Linked DNA regions of Ovis aries: region 1 is linked to region 2. Evidence: chromatin contacts called from public Hi-C data. All regions are on one chromosome and are shown on one strand. The core of a region is the stretch at or near the end of the contact, and the rest is flanking DNA. Distances in the headings are between cores, read along the strand shown.

Region 1 (3,755 bases), core at 259-2,758, 150 kb before region 2:
CGCCCAGCACCATAGCCTGTGACCCTGTTTGAAAAGAGAGTGGCTGCAGATGTACCTCCAGTGAGGTCACGCTGGGCGAGTGTGCACAGCCTTAATAAGAAGGGGAAATGATGGAACACGCACGTAGAACGTGAGGATGGAGCGAAGATGAAGGCAGAGACCGCGGTGACGCTTCTACCAGCCAGACACCACCAGAGGTCGCGAGCAAACCGCCAGAATCCGGGAGGCACAGGGCGCAGGGTCCCCTCCCGCCTCAGAACGGAAGCATCCCTGCCCGGGACTCCTGGTCCCAGCAGCTGTGAAACAATAAACTCTGGGGGTTAAGCCCCAGGCTGGGGTGGGGCTTGGCTAGAGCAGCCCTAGGGATTACAGCACGGAGTTTCTAGGGAACTTGGCAAAGCCTGTGATTTCTGGACCGTGGCCTGGCTTAGAATCGTCGCCTTGGTTCCACCTTGATTCCGCCGCCCCAGGCCTCTCAAGGCTGCCTCAGACGCTGCGCAAGCCCTCCCCAGCCCACCACTTACTGTTGAAAGTTACGCTCTTGGAGACCACAGGAGGCAGGTTCTCGGACATCGGCGCCGAGGAGGAAGCGTGCACTGAGAAGCCTGACGTCGGTAGAGGAGACTCCCAACCTGGGGAGAGACAGCGCCTGAGCCGGTGGGTCCAGCCCGCAGCCCGCAGCCCGCGGCCCGCCCTCCGCCGACGGCTGCTGAGAACAGCGGGCACCTACCCAAGGCTCACCACGAGGAGTACACTTGCAGCTCCGACCCGCCGCGCCTCCCTCCTCTCCCCGCGTGGTTCCAGCCTCCCAGGGCTAGTCCCGCTCACAGAGCCACCCACCCACGGCCAGCCCGAGCCTTGGCCCCTCCCACCCTCGACCAGCACTCAGGCCCGCCCCTCCCCAGAAGCATCTTCCCACCACCCCATCCTCTTCCCTTTGACCGGTTTTCAATAGCTGATGTATCCCTCTAACAACGGTCGATTACCTAGTTCCCCTAGAACGTAAGCTCCCTGAGGACCAGAGGAGGCGCTGATTGGTGGCTCATCAGGCGTTCCGCCCCACCGCGGCGCTTTTTCTCACTATTTGCGGAGCTAGTCTGCATTTTGCAGAGGAGGAAACAAAGTAGCAAACTGGCCAAAGTCACACCTCCAGGAGAGGCCGAGGCTGGGACTCCCGCCCAGGGTTCCTTGACTCCAAAGCTTGCACCCTTCCAGCCGCATGCCTGCTGCAGCCTCCACGAAAGGAAGCGAGGTACTCGGCTTGCAGCAGGGCCGGGCCTCCCCACACCCACGTCTGGCCCGTCCGGGCGTGTGGCGAGGGTGCATGGGCCCGGAGGGAAGAGGGGTTGCTAGACGGCTGGCTATGGGATGAGTAAGGAACAGGGAGCCTTGCGACAGGGGGGGCGCGCGAGGTGTCCGCCCCGACCCCGCCCGTGGCTCCCACCCAGATCCCTAGCGCACCCACCCGCTCCGCACGCCGGCGCTCTCTCCGAAGCCTCTGAGCTGCTGCCCCGGGGCTCCGCGAGCCCAGGCCTTCGGTTTACGTCGCCATGGCAACCATTCTCCCGGCGGGCGGGGCTGTGACGTCACAAAGGCTCCGGCCTCCCCACTGCGCCCGCGCCGCGGCGGGGCTGCGCTGTAAGAGGACTCGCCCTGCCCAGCTCGCGCGGGCTTCCTTCCCAGCCTGCACCCCTCTTGCTGTTTCCGTCCTTCTCCTGATTGATTTTTTCACCTGCACCACCTACCTGCCTCTTCCTGCCGAGTGAACCTTACAGTCTAGAGGGGCGGCTGACAATTGTGGCCCCGGGCCGCAGCATCCCGCGTGCTGGGGACTAGTTGCAGAAGCAAACATTCTGCAGGGCCCGGCGACCTGGGCGCCGACAAGCCCGCCCGGCGAAGATGACTTCGGTGCTGACTCGAGTGGCGATCCGCTGCTGCACAGGCTGCGTGTGACCCATGATGAAGGCAGGGTGGCACGCCTGTCAGTAAACAGGGAGGGGTCCGCGCTCAATCGCCGAGACTCACCCCCCCGCGCCCACCCCACCCCGCCAGGTCCCCTATCCCCCAAAACAGCAGGAGGCCCCTCCTTGAGATTTGACCGTGTCCATCAGTTCTGCCCACACATCTCATCTCAGGGATTTATAGATCGACAAGGGTGGCTCAGTGGCTACCCACTCCAGTATTCTTGCCTAGAGAACCCCATGGGCAGGGGCGTCTGGCAAGCTACAGTCCATGGGGCCGCAAAGAGTCGGACTGGACTGAGTGACTATCACACATAAGGCATTTAGGTGCCACTGGGGACCTCCAGACAATCCACAGGCCAGTACTGCGGAACCAGTGAGTCCCAGCAACTCCCGGCTCTGCCCGAGGCAGGAGCAGTTCTTTGGTCTGTTCTGGGTCTGCCCAAAGTGGGGGGAGCCTTACAGTCCCAATGACCCAGCTGCTGGCCTGAGTCTGCCTCCCTGGGCCCCCGCCTACAGTTCGGACTGTATGAGCCGGTGACTGAGTAGGACAGCACGCTGTTCTGAGAGGGTTCATCTCAGGCACCATGAGTTCCAACTAGACTTTAGGAGTCTGGAAAATATCCATCTCAAAAGGAGAAAAGCCAACCCTTTGTTAACAACTTGTGAGCTGATTTCCTTCTGAAAGAAGGGGTGACAGTCAGAGCTCTTGAGAACAGATATGGAAATCAACAGTAGCCAATTAAAAATGAAAAGGGCAGGGGGGCTCCCTGAGTCTGCAGGGGGTGGAAGCCAGCTACACCCCCAGATGGTGGTGTCAGGAGTGAGCCCAAGGCGGGCAGCAGGTGTGACCCTGGCCGTGAGAGGGTCCTGATGTGTGTTTCTGACCTGCAGAACCTGGGTCACCTGCCTGCCTCTATGTCTGATAGGCAGGAGCCTGAGGGGCCCACCTCCATCCTGACTGCAAGAGAGGCAGGAAGGAAGTGGGGGCTCCTAAGAAGGGGTCCCCAGCCCAGCAGGGGGGGTTGTCAGAGGCCCAGGTGGTCCAGCGAGTGGACAGGAGCTGGTATGTTCCCATGGCAGCAGGTCTCAGGCCACTCCTACAAAACCGACTCTGTGCCTGGGCTTCTAGTGCCCCATTTTTTGGAATGACCTTTATTCTGATGTCAAACTCCTACTGTTAGCAAACTCGGGTTCAGCTGCAGGTCGATCAAGAAATCGATAATGAGGGACAAGTGTTAGGTAACAGGAAAGATGGTTTTATTGGGGAAACTGGCAGTCTTGGGGAGACGGTGGACTTATGTCCAAGACTCAACTCAAGCCCTGGGTTTTGCCTGGAGATCACGTAGGAGGGGGGCTATGCCAGGGCAGAGGGCTGTGGAGGCCATGATCAGCGTGTGGACATTCTTCCGACTGTGAGGTAACCTGGGGTCAGCTTCATCACCCTCTGGTTCTGTCCACTCTGGGGGCCACATCTTGCGGGCAGCACACAGTTAGTTTCTCCCATCGGGCATGGGTTTCGGTGTCTGCAAAACAGCTCAAGGGGTGGGGCTCAAAATGCCACCTCCAGCCCTTGAGGAAGACCTAGAGCTCCCTGGCTCTGTGCTGTGCTCAGTTTAATGACTAACCTCTCCTTATTTTGTCTTACTTGACTGTTTTCCTTTTCCTCTGTGTTTTCTCATTTCTCTGATCACATTTATTCTTCAGCGAATGTTTTTCTACAGACAAGAGGCAAGTGGATGACATGAGTGGGTAGGTCTATCCCAGGAAGGCCCCAGAGGGTCCTGCTTGGTT
Region 2 (3,837 bases), core at 122-2,621:
GACATGCCCTCCGCTGCTGGAGCCGCCTATCCGGGCGGAGAGTCCATGGACACTCACCCACCGAACCCACCTCGCCGGGAGTCTCCATCTGAAGATGAAGACGAGTTTCAGAACTTCATACAACCATGAAGTTCAAACGAAACAAAAGTTTTAACAACATAAAAAGTGGATGCGCCGCACCGGGCGATGATCCCCTGGGGCGCCCTAATGTCTCGCCCCGGCTGCGCGGCGGCCCAGCGTTCCTACAGCCCGGGGTGCGCGCCCGCAAGCCGGACTGAGCGTTTCCCAGTGACTAGACCTCCCTCCGGCTCCGTCGGTGGGAAGACGCCTTGTGGTCTCGCTCATCGGACGCACCCGCACCCGGGGGAGGGCTCCGAGATTCCCTGAGCTACTTCGCAGCCAAGCGGGGTCCGGGAGCCGCCGCGACCCCCGGTCGGGAGGAGAGGAGACACCGCGCCCCGCCCGCGCCGCTCACCGGGAAAGTCGCACTTGTAGGGCCTCTCGGGCTCGAAGTGGCTGCGCTGGTGCGAGCTGAGCTTGGCGTGCGTGGGGAAGCGCTCGGCGCACACCTCGCACTTGAACAGGCTCTCCTGCTCGTGCGCCTTCATGTGCGCCTTGAGGTTGTACACGGTGGTGAACTTCTTGCCGCAGCCGCCCACTGGGCAGCCGAACGGCCGCAGCTTGTCGTGCGACTGCAGGTGCCGCTTGAGCTTGTAGGACGTGGTGAAGGCCCAGCCGCAGCCGTCCAGCGGGCACTTGAAGGGCCGCCGGCCCTGGCCGCTGCCGTGCGTGAGCAGGTGCACCTGGAGCTGGTGCTTCTTGGCGAAGGCGAGCGCGCACTGCGGCTCGGGGCATCGGTAGCCGGGCCCGGCGGGCGCGCGGCGGGCCTCGGCCGGGCTGCCGGCCTCCTGGCCGGGGGCCGGGCCCCGGGACGGCGCGGCCAGCGCGAGGACGCCGCGCTCCAGGCGCACCAGCAGGTCCTGCGGGCCAGCGGCCCCGGGGCCCCCGAGGGGCGCGGCGCCGGGGGCCTGCGCGAGGCGGCCGGCCAGGCTCGAGGCGGCGCGGGGCTCGGGCTCCGGCTCCCGCCGCCCCGGGGCCGCGGCCGCGCCGCGCGCCACGTCCAGCAGCACCACCAGAGACTCGCCGCCGCCGGCGGCCGGCGGCCCGGCCTCCCCGCAGCGCGGGCCCCGCGCGCCGCCCTCGGGCTCCCTCAGCAGCAGCAGGCGGCGGCGCGCGGGGCCCGGGGCTCTGCGGGGCCGACCGGGGCCACCGCCGAGTGGGGGCCCGAGCGCGTCCGGGGCCGCGGCGGCAAGCAGCGCCGGCGCGTCCATCTTGGGCCGCGGCGCATCCAGCCACCGCCTCGCCGGAAGCACCGCCCCGCACGCACGCCCGCCGAGCGCGACGCAGGCTGGCCGCCGCGCGACGCCGTGCGCGACGCAGGCTGGTCAGCGCCCAAGCGCGCGGCGGAGCGCCCCAGGCGCGCATGCGCGGGCGGCGGGCGGCGCCCAGGGCCCGGCGGGCGCGTGACGTCACATGGGGGTGGAGCCTGCTTGGAGGGGCGGGGCTGTCCGGCGGCCACTCGCTGAGGGCGGGCCTGCCGCCTGGCTTGTCGTCCAACCCGACGCGTCTAGGGCGATGACCCCGCTGCCGCCGCGCCGCCTCCCTGAGCGGCCCGGCCGGCCCCCGCTTCCCTCGCCGGACGTCCTGCCGCCACCCCACCGCCCCCCGCTGCTGCGGGATCCACGCAGGGTCTGTGTCCACGGCGCCCTGGTGTCCCTTTTGCTGTGCGGCCCGTGCGGACGGAGACTCTGGGGAGCCCTCCACAGCTCAGCCCCGAGGCCAGCACTGGAGACTCTGCCAACGTGTGATGCGTTGGTGACCGCTTTATTATTAAAAAGCACCTTAAGAATAAGGGACTTCGGGAGTTCCCGCGATTAGGACTCCGTTTCCACAGCTGGTCAGGGAACTTAGATCCCCCAAACCCCAAGGTGCAGCACCCTCCCCAAAAGTAGGTCAACAATATTGAAAAGAATAAGAAACACACCTACATATGCTTTTGAACTGTGGTGTTAGAGAAGACTCTTGAGAGTCCCTTGGACTACATCTATATCTACGTTTGTGCCAAAAATAAATTGCTCCAATACCAAGAGCCTCTTGAAAGTGAAAGTGGAGAATAAAAAGTTGGCTTAAAGCCCAACATTCAGAAAACGAAGATCATGGCATCCGGTCCCATCACTTCATGGGAAATAGATGGGGAAACAGTAGAAACAGTGTCAGACTTTATTTTGGGGGGCTCCAAGATCACTGCAGATGGTGACTGCAGCCATGAAATTAAAAGACGCTTACTCCTTGGAAGAAAAGCTTTGACCAATCTAGACAGCGTATTCAAAAGCAGAGACATTACTTGGCCAACTAAAGTCCGTCTAGTCAAGGCTATGGTTTTCCTGTGGTCATGTATGGATGTGAGAGTTGGACTGTGAAGAAGGCTGAGTGCTGGAGAATTGATGCTTTTGAACTGTGGTGTTGGAGAAGACTCTTGAGAGTCCCTTGGACTGCAAGGAGATCCAACCAGTCCATTCTGAAGGAGATCAGCCCTGGGATTTCTTTGGAAGGAATGATGCTAAAGCTGAAACTCCAGTACTTTGGCCACCTCATGTGAAGAGTTGACTCCTTGGAAAAGACTCTGATGCTGGGAGGGATTGGGGGCAGGAGGAGAAGGGGACGACCGAGGATGAGATGGCTGGATGGCATCACGGACTCGATGGACGTGAGTCTGAGTGAACTCCAGGAGTTGGTGATGGACAGGGAGGCCTGGTGTGCTGCGATTCATGGGGTCGCAAAGAGTCAGACACGACTGAGCAACTGAACTGAATACCATTCAATAAAGGCAACAGTCTTTTCAGTAAATAATGCTGGGATCGCTGACTAGTCACACACAGCAGAGAGGGTTTGTACCTCTGCCAGGTGCCAGACACAAAAAGGAAGTCAAAGTGGATCCCAGGTCTAACCTAACAGCTGTAACTATAAAATGGCCAGAAGAAAGCATAACTGTAGATCTCTGTGGCCTTGGATGAGGGAATGGCTTCTCAGATGTGAAAACAAAAGCACAAAGAAGCAAACTGGGCTTCGTGAAAATTAAAAAATTTGAGTTAAGAACAGGAACAAAAAAGTGAAAACATAACCCATAAAATGGGCGGAAATTTGCAGATCGTGTATCTGGTGGGGATCTGCTATCCGGAACATATTTTTAAAAACTCCCAAGTCAATCACAAAGACAACCCAATTTAAAAGTACACACAGGATCTTAATAAACATTTTTCCAAATAAGAACTAGCTAATACGCTCATGAAAAGAAGCTCAATTTCATTAGTCATCAGGAAAATGCAACTCAGAACCACAATGAGATACCACTTCGCACCTACTGGGATAGTTACAATTTTTTAAACAGAAAAAAAGTGTTGGTGAGGGTGTGGAAAAATTAGAACCCTCATATATTTCTGGTGAGAACGTCGCTGTGTAAAAAAGGTTGGCAGTTCCTCAAAAAGTTAAAGACAGAATTTCCTTGCGTGCTAACTCACTTCAGTAGTGTCCGACTCTTTGCAGCCCTATGGACCACAGCCCGCCAGGCTCCTCTGCCCATGAAATTCTCCAGGTAAGAACACGGGAGTGGTTGCCAAGCTCTCCTCCAGGGAGTCTCCCCGACCCTGGACTTGACCCCACGTCTCTTACGTCTCCTGCTTTGGCAGGCAGGCTTTTTACCATCAGCACCACCTGGGAAGAATTTCCTTATAACCCTGCAATTCCACTCCCAGGCATATAGCCAAGACAAATGAAAAC

What was found. Hi-C and Micro-C count contacts between places; a contact is called where the count stands out from the background.
Region 1: a Hi-C map of tail adipose tissue shows a contact between it and region 2, with 2.7 times the contacts expected there. The contact joins the promoter of CFAP100 here to the promoter of ZXDC in region 2. A contact is called at or near these places in 2 of 16 Hi-C or Micro-C datasets (muscle and tail adipose tissue).

What each region holds. Positions count from the first base shown.
Region 1 is chr19:60,529,120-60,532,874 of ARS-UI_Ramb_v3.0, reverse strand. CFAP100 (cilia and flagella associated protein 100) reads right to left here and starts at 1,508. Exons shown (of 17, transcript XM_042236489.1): 1 at 1,466-1,508; 2 at 987-1,097; 3 at 525-632. The coding sequence starts at 573.
Region 2 is chr19:60,381,502-60,385,338 of ARS-UI_Ramb_v3.0, reverse strand. ZXDC (ZXD family zinc finger C) reads right to left here and starts at 1,371. Exons shown (of 11, transcript XM_042236481.2): 1 at 476-1,371. The coding sequence starts at 1,331.